Linked DNA regions of Sus scrofa: region 2 is linked to region 1. A link is a contact called in public HiChIP or PLAC-seq data. All regions are on one chromosome and are shown on one strand. The core of a region is the stretch at or near the end of the contact, and the rest is flanking DNA. Distances in the headings are between cores, read along the strand shown. Region 1 overlaps NFIA (nuclear factor 1 A-type). Region 2 has its middle 24 kb from the start of NFIA.

What was found. HiChIP or PLAC-seq counts read pairs in DNA pulled down with a chosen protein or histone mark.
Region 2: a contact with region 1 is called in an H3K27ac HiChIP or PLAC-seq map of alveolar macrophages. The contact joins two enhancer-like sites. A contact is called at or near these places in 2 of 2 datasets of contacts at active chromatin or transcription factors (alveolar macrophages and skeletal muscle).

What each region holds. Positions count from the first base shown.
Region 1 is chr6:150,883,187-150,887,191 of Sscrofa11.1, forward strand. All of the region lies in intron 9 of NFIA (nuclear factor 1 A-type), which reads right to left. Among named protein-coding and RNA genes, the nearest start is that of TM2D1, 270 kb to the left of the region's middle. Within about 2 kb of position 2,000, at least 1 of the 83 cell types and tissues checked has an H3K27ac peak or open chromatin away from gene starts, as enhancers often do. A contact at or near this core is called in alveolar macrophages, where this site is marked.
Region 2 is chr6:151,251,495-151,255,697 of Sscrofa11.1, forward strand. No RefSeq gene overlaps it. Among named protein-coding and RNA genes, the nearest start is that of NFIA, 24 kb to the left of the region's middle. Within about 2 kb of position 2,722, at least 1 of the 83 cell types and tissues checked has an H3K27ac peak or open chromatin away from gene starts, as enhancers often do. A contact at or near this core is called in alveolar macrophages, where this site is marked.

The DNA of each region.
Region 1 (4,005 bases), core at 750-3,249:
GTACTTACTAGTCTCTAACTTACTAATTCACTTATTTGTTGATTACTATTTGTCTCCTCCATCTAGAGCGTAAGCTCCCCAAGGGGAGGGGACCATTTGCTTGGTTCACTTTTGGATCCCTTATGTCTAGAAGAGTGGCTGGCATGTAGAAAAGACACTCATTGTACTTACTGATCTTTAAAAAAAGCCTTTTAACTGGTCCCTTGCTTTAATTCCTGCCCCCTGAAATCTATTTTCAACAAGACCTTCAAAGTGTTTCTGCTGAAACCTAGGTAGCAATACTCCTTTGCTCCCCATCTCACTCAGAGCAAATGCCAAGGTCCTGACAATGGCCTGGAAGAACCTCCAACATCTGCCACCCGCCCTCTGCTCCGAGACAGGTCCACCTCCATCCACGTTGCCTCTCAGACCTGGCCTCCCCCTACTTTCACTCAGTCCTTCACCCTGGTCTCACCACACTGGCCTCCGGCTGTTCCTCAAACATGGCAGGCCGGCTGGCTGCTCCTTCTGCTTGGAAAGCTCTCCCCCCACAGTACCTACAGTCTCATGGCTCCCCCTCTCCCCTCTGTCAGACCTTGTTCAAACTGCACCTTCTCAGACAGGCCTTCTCGGAATCCCCTATTTAACTTTGTATCCTTCCCCCACTAGTCCCTAGTCTGGACTTCTTTTTCCTACATAGCACTTATGTACCCACCATCTTCCATCATTCCTACCTACTATTGTTGTAATTATCATTATTTCCTCTCCAAAACGAAAGCTCCACACAACCAGGGACTTTATATCATTTCCGACACAATCCTAGCATCTAGGATACTGCTTGGCACATAGTGGATGCTCAATCATTATCCACTGAATGAATGAAAGAAGTGATATTTTCTCACCAGGTGTCTACACCCACAAAAGTAGTTACTCAGTGGGGATGGAATCCATCCGTGGTAAATTACTCTTTCTGGTTATTCCTTCTTTTTGTCATGGTATCCTAAAAAGAGCTGGCATTAAGTATATCAACCTTTCTTCGAACGAATCAACAATATGAACGTTCTCCTTGAGAGACAGAACTGTTATTTCCACCCTAACTACTCTGTTTTTTAAGCCACTGGTAAGGATTTCTCCCACTAAAATACATTTATTTTATAGGCAAATGTTTTCTCCCCAAATGTGCCTTTCCTCTGTTTTCCTGGCCACAGCTGCAAAGTTACATATTGGTGCCAGAGGCAACTGATTAGTTTAAAAATACATATTCTGCTTTAGGCTGGCATCCATTTGTGTGTCATTATAAGAGCACATTAAAAATGATGTCTTGGACTTTTAACTGTCTCCAGCGTAGCGCATCTGTCACCTCGGTCCAGACAATCTGCCTATGACGGTGTGTAAATTAGTATTATTTCCATTAACAGATAAGGGAGCCCGGGTCCAGAAAAACTGGTAACCGAAGATCTTGGGCATGATTTCCCACTTTTATCTTGAAAATCTTATTTTGTCACAAGTCATCTTAAACCCATCAGTAGCAAAGGCTGGCCTAGGTTATACGACCAGTGTTTTTGAAAAAGCTTCCATTTCAGACATACTGTTGGCATGTCGAACATCTGCCACGATGTTTCCTCTTGCGAAAGCTGAGCCCTAATAAACTGACAGAGACAAACAGGATCTAACTATCCTGTGGTTTTAGTTTCTAGGAAAGCACTGAATTTATGAAATGATACTTTTGCTCTAATTTTTATTCAGTGGGACTCCAATTTTAGACACTCCCTCCTTCCACCCACAAGCTGGTTTCTGAAGGGATGTTCTACCTTCTCTCTCAGACTTAAAACACCAGAATGATATTCCTGCTAAATAACTTAGAAGTCACTTCCTCCAAAAAAATCTAACCTGAGGCCCCGCCCCTGGACCAAACTCCCTCCCATGTCCTCCCACGGCACCTCTGCATCCCTCTGTCCTCATGTTGCCGTGTGAACTGCCCATGTCCCAGCTGTCTCCCGCGATAAATTCCACGTTTCTCTAGAGCAAGGATGAATCATCTCTATCTCAAGCAGCTAACACAGGCCTTGGCATATGACAGATGCTCAGCATATGAAGGATGAATAAATGAATGAAAGGAGGTAGTCATCAAAGATGAATGTCAAGGGGATAGGACCTACTTCACCCCGGATATCTTTTCCCTCCCATAGACTCTGGCCCCCTAGCCACTCCTTCACTTATTACAGGGAGTGGAAGTAGAAACTGGACGTGACTCCTCCCACCCCTTCCTCACCTCTTTCTCTTGGTGAGACAGGTGCTGGCAGGGAGCACAGGGCCACCTGGACCTCCCTCAACTCCACATGGGAGGACAGATCTCCTCCCACCCCCACCCCCTACACACACAGACACACACACACACACACACACACACACACACACACACACACACACAAGCCTGCAGTGGTCCTGCACTGTCAGCAACTTGGGTGGGTTTGTCTAATGTTTCAGGATTAAGAGACACAATTTCCTGTATTTAAAAAATAAATTCTCTAATAGTAGAGGGTATAGTCTGGTCTTCCATCTGATTTTCTTCTTGTATTTTGTTAATCAGTTGGTTCAGCAATCAGGGAATGGAAGAGGATTTCTTTTGTGAGGGTCCTTAAATCTCTTCCCAGTGTGGACCATTGGGCTTTGAGATTTTCAATTCGAGAGGCTTCTCTCATGCTCTAAATTGCAGGTTTTCCAGACTACCACTATTTAATAATAAAGTAGAAACGGTCAGCTGATATATTGCTGTGAAGCAACATATTACTGTGAATTCAGCAAACCCCAGAAAAGACTACAAATAAGGGCTAAAATTTATGATGATAAAAACCTCTCTATGCCATCCGTAGGAAAAAAACCTTTGTTTTGTCTATATTCCTAGCATCCTAGGATTTAAAAACTAAGTATCAAATTGCGTATGTCAAACTTTGGGAGCCCTCTCCTGAAGTTCTTTCCCCCAAAATCTTTAAACACTGTGCTAGTGAACATGCAACCATTTGAACTGGATCTACCAAGACACATCCACATTTCTTCCCATCATGTTGAAAGAATGCTTGAGTCTGGGCCCAAGAGGATGATGGGTATCTTCTTACATAAGGCATTACATTCAGGCCATGGAGTGGAGGCGAGACAATGGACCTAAAGACATCAATTTGATGGAGGGCCTGAGTAGCTCCTACATGTCCTGAAGACATATCTCTTCATTAGTCAAGCCTAGAGGCTTCCACGAGATAAGGGGTTTGGCAGATAATAAAAGGCTCCAATTTATTTGGTGGTAAGGCTTATCATGGCTGATTTCATATAACCCTGCCAGCTAGGTTTTATCACCCACTTTCTACAGATGAGGAAACTGGGGTTGGAAGAGACATAGCTAGTGTTGGGAAAGGTGGGGATTTGAACTCCTATCCTTCAGACTTCAACAGTTGCACATGGTATTTCTGCTCCTCTATAGTACCTCAGAAAAGCTCCATCCCCATTACTGGAAAATGCACTACAGACACATGAGACATTGATAGTGGAGGTGAGGATATGTTTACATAGAACAGGAAGAACTTTAAACAAGCCTTTTTAAGGACTCTGCCAAAGTCCTGTACCTATAGAGAGAAGATGGATAGAAAGGTGGTACCCAGAGGCATGTACAGAGCACAATAAACACATGGTTGTCAAGATGTAAGTCCATATCCCCAGTGACTAGATTTAAATAGAGTTTGGGGATGGTTATTTCTCTGACTCGTTTAAAGAAGCTTACGAGCTTCTGATACTCAGAGGCTTCTTTTCTAAGCTGAGCTTCCAAGATCCATAGAGCAAGCCTACTTTGCTTCCTATGTCATTGGACACTCAGGGTTTTCTCCTTTGTTGAAAAGTGTTGAACCACCTCTTACCAAGAGAAGTAAGCTTCCCTCAAATTGTCCGTGGACTCTCAACCTTTTTTTTGCTATAAAACCAGAATCACACACAAGGCCACTCAATTCTGCATGCATTATCAAAATGAATTATGTACTG
Region 2 (4,203 bases), core at 1,472-3,971, 370 kb after region 1:
CGCCTCGCTGCCGCCCGGCGGGGAGGATGAAAGCCGAAGGCCGGGGAGGGGCTGCGCGCTCCCCCGAGGGGGCTAGGGTTTGGGGCGGAGGAGGCCGAGGCTAGGTGGCGAGTGCGGGGCCGGGGCTTCAGGGCTCGCGGGTACCCGGACCCTCTTCCCAGGCTGCGCGCTCCCGGCCCTGCAGGTGCACCCCCTCCGCCCCCTTGCAAGCCCCTCCAAGAAAACCGCCTTCCGGCCCAAGTTCGGTCCTTGGAGGCTTTGAACGTGGCCTTTCAGAAGTTTTTAAAGCTGCTCCGCCCCGCGCAGCATTCAAGGGTCACACTCCCCTCCATCCCTCCACCCGCGCTACAGCTGCAGCACCAGGGGGTGCAGGGAAGGAGTGGGGCGGGGTGTGGGGGGAGGCCGTCGGCAGGCCGAGGCTCAGGGGTCCAAGCACCGCCCAGAAGCGCCAAGCTCGGCCTAGAGCGCTTGGAGATCCGCTCCCGAGCCCAACCTCTGAGGAAGCACAGGCAGACAGCTCCTGCACCGCGCCAGCCACGGGGGGGTGGGGGTGGGGGTGGGGGAGAGGGGAGGGGAGGGGCAGTGGGGAGAGGAAGAGAGACCGGGCGGGGGAAGGGCACAACCACATTACCAGGGTTCCTGTGCTGAGCTGCAGCCAAGGGACTATTTAAACTGGCCTTGAGGGGAGGCAGCTGGTGACCCGCGTCCTCGCCCTCCAAGTTCCCCGCGAATCAGGGCGCCACCTACAGGCAAGTTTCGGATAGCAGGAGGGAGAAAGGGAGACAGCCCGTCAAGGAAAGCCACCCAGGGGAGCAGGACCCTGTTTTCTCCAGGGCCATCTCCCGCTCCTGAGTCTGAGTTCTGAGCTCCAGAGTTATGGATCTACTGGCAGCAGCAAGAGTTCTGAGGGCACTGAGAATGAGCTTTTAGGGAATGAGGAATTGAGGTAGTAAATACAGGAGTTGGAGGATTCATGGACCAAAGTCCCTCTTCTAGGCTGGTCTTAGAAAATGCAGCTTGTTTCGCTGAGAAGAGTGGCTGTGTGGCCGTGGACAAGTTGCTTGATCTTTCCAATCCTTGGTTTCTTCATCCCTTAAAAGAGGTATAGTGGTGCCTGCCTGACAGGGTCTTTTCTAGAATTAAACGAGATAATGTAGATGAGAAACTGCAGGTGCCTTCTAGAGGGAGATTTCATCGATTTCTAATATGGAAAAACTGTCTTTTAACCTAGGAAATCTAACTTATAAGACTTTGTCTAGCTTCTTTCTGTTTGTTGAAGATTAGGGCCTTTGAAGAGGATAGAGAGAGTCAAAGAGGTGTGAGTGTCTGATTAGGATAGAAGGACCAGTTAGTGGAAGTTTTGACAACTGCTCTCTAGCTAACCCCCTTCTTATAGACATATAATAACATATTATATTTATGCATCACTTAGTATTGCTATTTACTATTACCTCATTTAATTTTATCACTTATATGGCATATGTTTTTCCCATATTGAAGATGTGAAAACAAAGACGTGGGGATACAAGCCATAGCTGGTACCTTTTTTTTTTTTTCTTTAAAGAAAATTTCCAACTTAGCAGCTCTAGATCTGTATTTCAGAATCTACCTTTGACATCAATTTATTAAGCACCTACTATGTGCTTGGTTATATATATTAGGAATTTCACATGTGATTCTCAGGTCTCATGTGATTCTCATATCATGTCTGTGAAGCAGGACTTCAAGATCTCCCTTCACAGAAGAGGAGAGCTCGGTTCAGGGAGACCCAGGGCATCATTTAATGTCCTACAGAGAAGTGGTGGAGCCAGGTCATGAGGAGCCCTGATCTTCCGACTATACATCCACGAACCTTCTACTGCACCAAAACTGAGCATATTCCCAACTAGCTTTGGGGCACACATACAAGTTTGGGAAAGGTCACCTGGAGAAGTGGACACCTTGATGGTTTCTCCATGTTGAAGGTGTAGTAAATGACGGCGTCTAGAACCTTTAGTAATGGTAGAGTATTACAGTGTTTCCTAATGAAATATTGACCATGGGAGAAGTGGGCAGGGGTGCAATGGAGAAGCCAAGGAATGAGTTGATCTGTATACTTTTATAAATATGAATAACATTTATTTAATGATGGAACCCACCAAATCTCATTACAACAAATACTCTTGTAGAATTCCCATTATGGCACAGCAGAAATGAATCCAACTAGGAACCATGAGGTTGTGGGTTCGATCCCTGGCCTTGCTCAGTGGTTTAAGGATCCAGCATTGCTGTGAGCTGTGGTGTAGGTCAAAGACACAAGACCGGCTCAGAACTGATATTGCTGTGGCTGTGGCATATAGGCCAGCAGCTGTAGCTCAGACTGGACCCCTAGTCTGGGAATCTCCATATGCCGCAAGTGCGGCCCTAAAAAGCGTGCGCGCACACACACACCAAATAGTGTTACATTGAAAAGGTTGGTATAATGTAGCTATTGCCAAATTCTAGCATTTGACCTATAGTAGAGTGCTTTGTTGATTTGGTTACAAAAATTATTTATAATAAGTATTTTTCTGGCCTTTATCCATGTAATAGTACCAGTTTATGATGAAAGGGCTGGATTATTTAGGCAGGAAAATTGTACTCCTTTCAGTTCTTTTGTTTTTCCATGGTGTAGCAATTACTCATTAGTTCCCCTTCTTACCTACCAAAGTACTGAATCAAACCAGCAGTCCTACCCAGAGCACTTCCTTTTCACTTTTGAGAATAAGGAAACATTGAAAGGGAAGTTAAATAAGGCTTTGGGTTGGGGTATTGGATGTAAATATGCACATCCCCACTTTCTTCTTTTACTGAGTCCAGCTTGATGTTTCTCTGCCAATGCAATGTCAAGAGCCCAGACTTTAACTGCATTTCACTTCTATACAGCTTCTGTACACCGAGAGCATTTCCAATAATGTAATACATTTTCATTTTGAAACAGATGCCACAGGAGATTCATTAGCAAGAAAACCCCACTGTGTAACACACACACATAAAGTTATCAAATTTAAGGTCAGAAGGCCTTGGATTGTCAGTTTTGGGGGACCAGTTGGTAATTAGGCAAGAGGGCTTTGTAAAGAAAAACCAGTTGAAACCAATACATATTTATTTTATGTGTTCCACATTGTTCTGGGTGCTAGCATAGATATGGAGAAATGCTGGGGTATTTCTCCTGGGGTTTATATTCTAAACTTTAAGGAAGAAACTTTTCCCTCTCTTCCGCTTCCTAGATCCATGCTTTAGTTCTGTCATAATAAAGCCATAAAAAGAACAGATCCTAGTCATAAGTTGAGCTAACATGTTTTTATGAAATTATTATTTTCATCCTAGAATCTTACTCATCATCTTTAGGTATAGGTATATAAATATATGAATGGAGAAGACTGGGAAAGGTGGGACTTGTAGCTTATGGCTTCATTTTATAATGAGACATTTTATAAGAGACAACAGTATATCTTGGAGACACCTGTTTTATTCTCTGATGTGTAATTGTGCTTCTATGTCATCAAAGCACATGTTGGTTGGTATGTGTATATGGGTGTATATCTGGAGATCTTAGCCCTCACTTTTTGATAACTTTCCCCAGCAGTGAGCAATCCAGGGCTCTTTTAATAATGAAAGGGTAGAGTGGGGATGCAGTTTACAGGTCATTTTGAAACTCATTAGTATTCTTCATAACACCTGTGTTGAATCAGAGCTTTTGACCTTCCCAAGTCTTTCTCTGAATGTGGGTATCTCTCCAGGTCAAGTGCAGGCCAGAGGTGGTTCTGCGTAGGCTCTGCAGTGGGAAGGCAGATGCTAAATAAAAATAAAGTGACACTTTACAACAGACAGGTGTGGGGATTGTTTGAGAAGATGAACTACTGCCCCTGTTCATGGAAATTTGAGATTTCAGCCAAAGCCATTGGCCAGAGCCTAATAAGCCCACGTTACATTGGATTGGCATTAGATAGACCAATCTGATGGGACAGTTGCTCAGAAAGTCGATTGCAGTTGAAGCGTATGGTAAAAACTCTATTTTCAAAAAATTTAGATGCTATAAAAGAGAACAGTATAGCATGGACTCTTCCGAGTGTCTGGAGGCAACAAGCGACTGAATTTAAGCGAGGGGGCAGAGCCACGTTTCTTTGAATTGTCTTTAAAAATACCTTGAAGAAGCCTAGAGATCATAGAACACTTGAAATG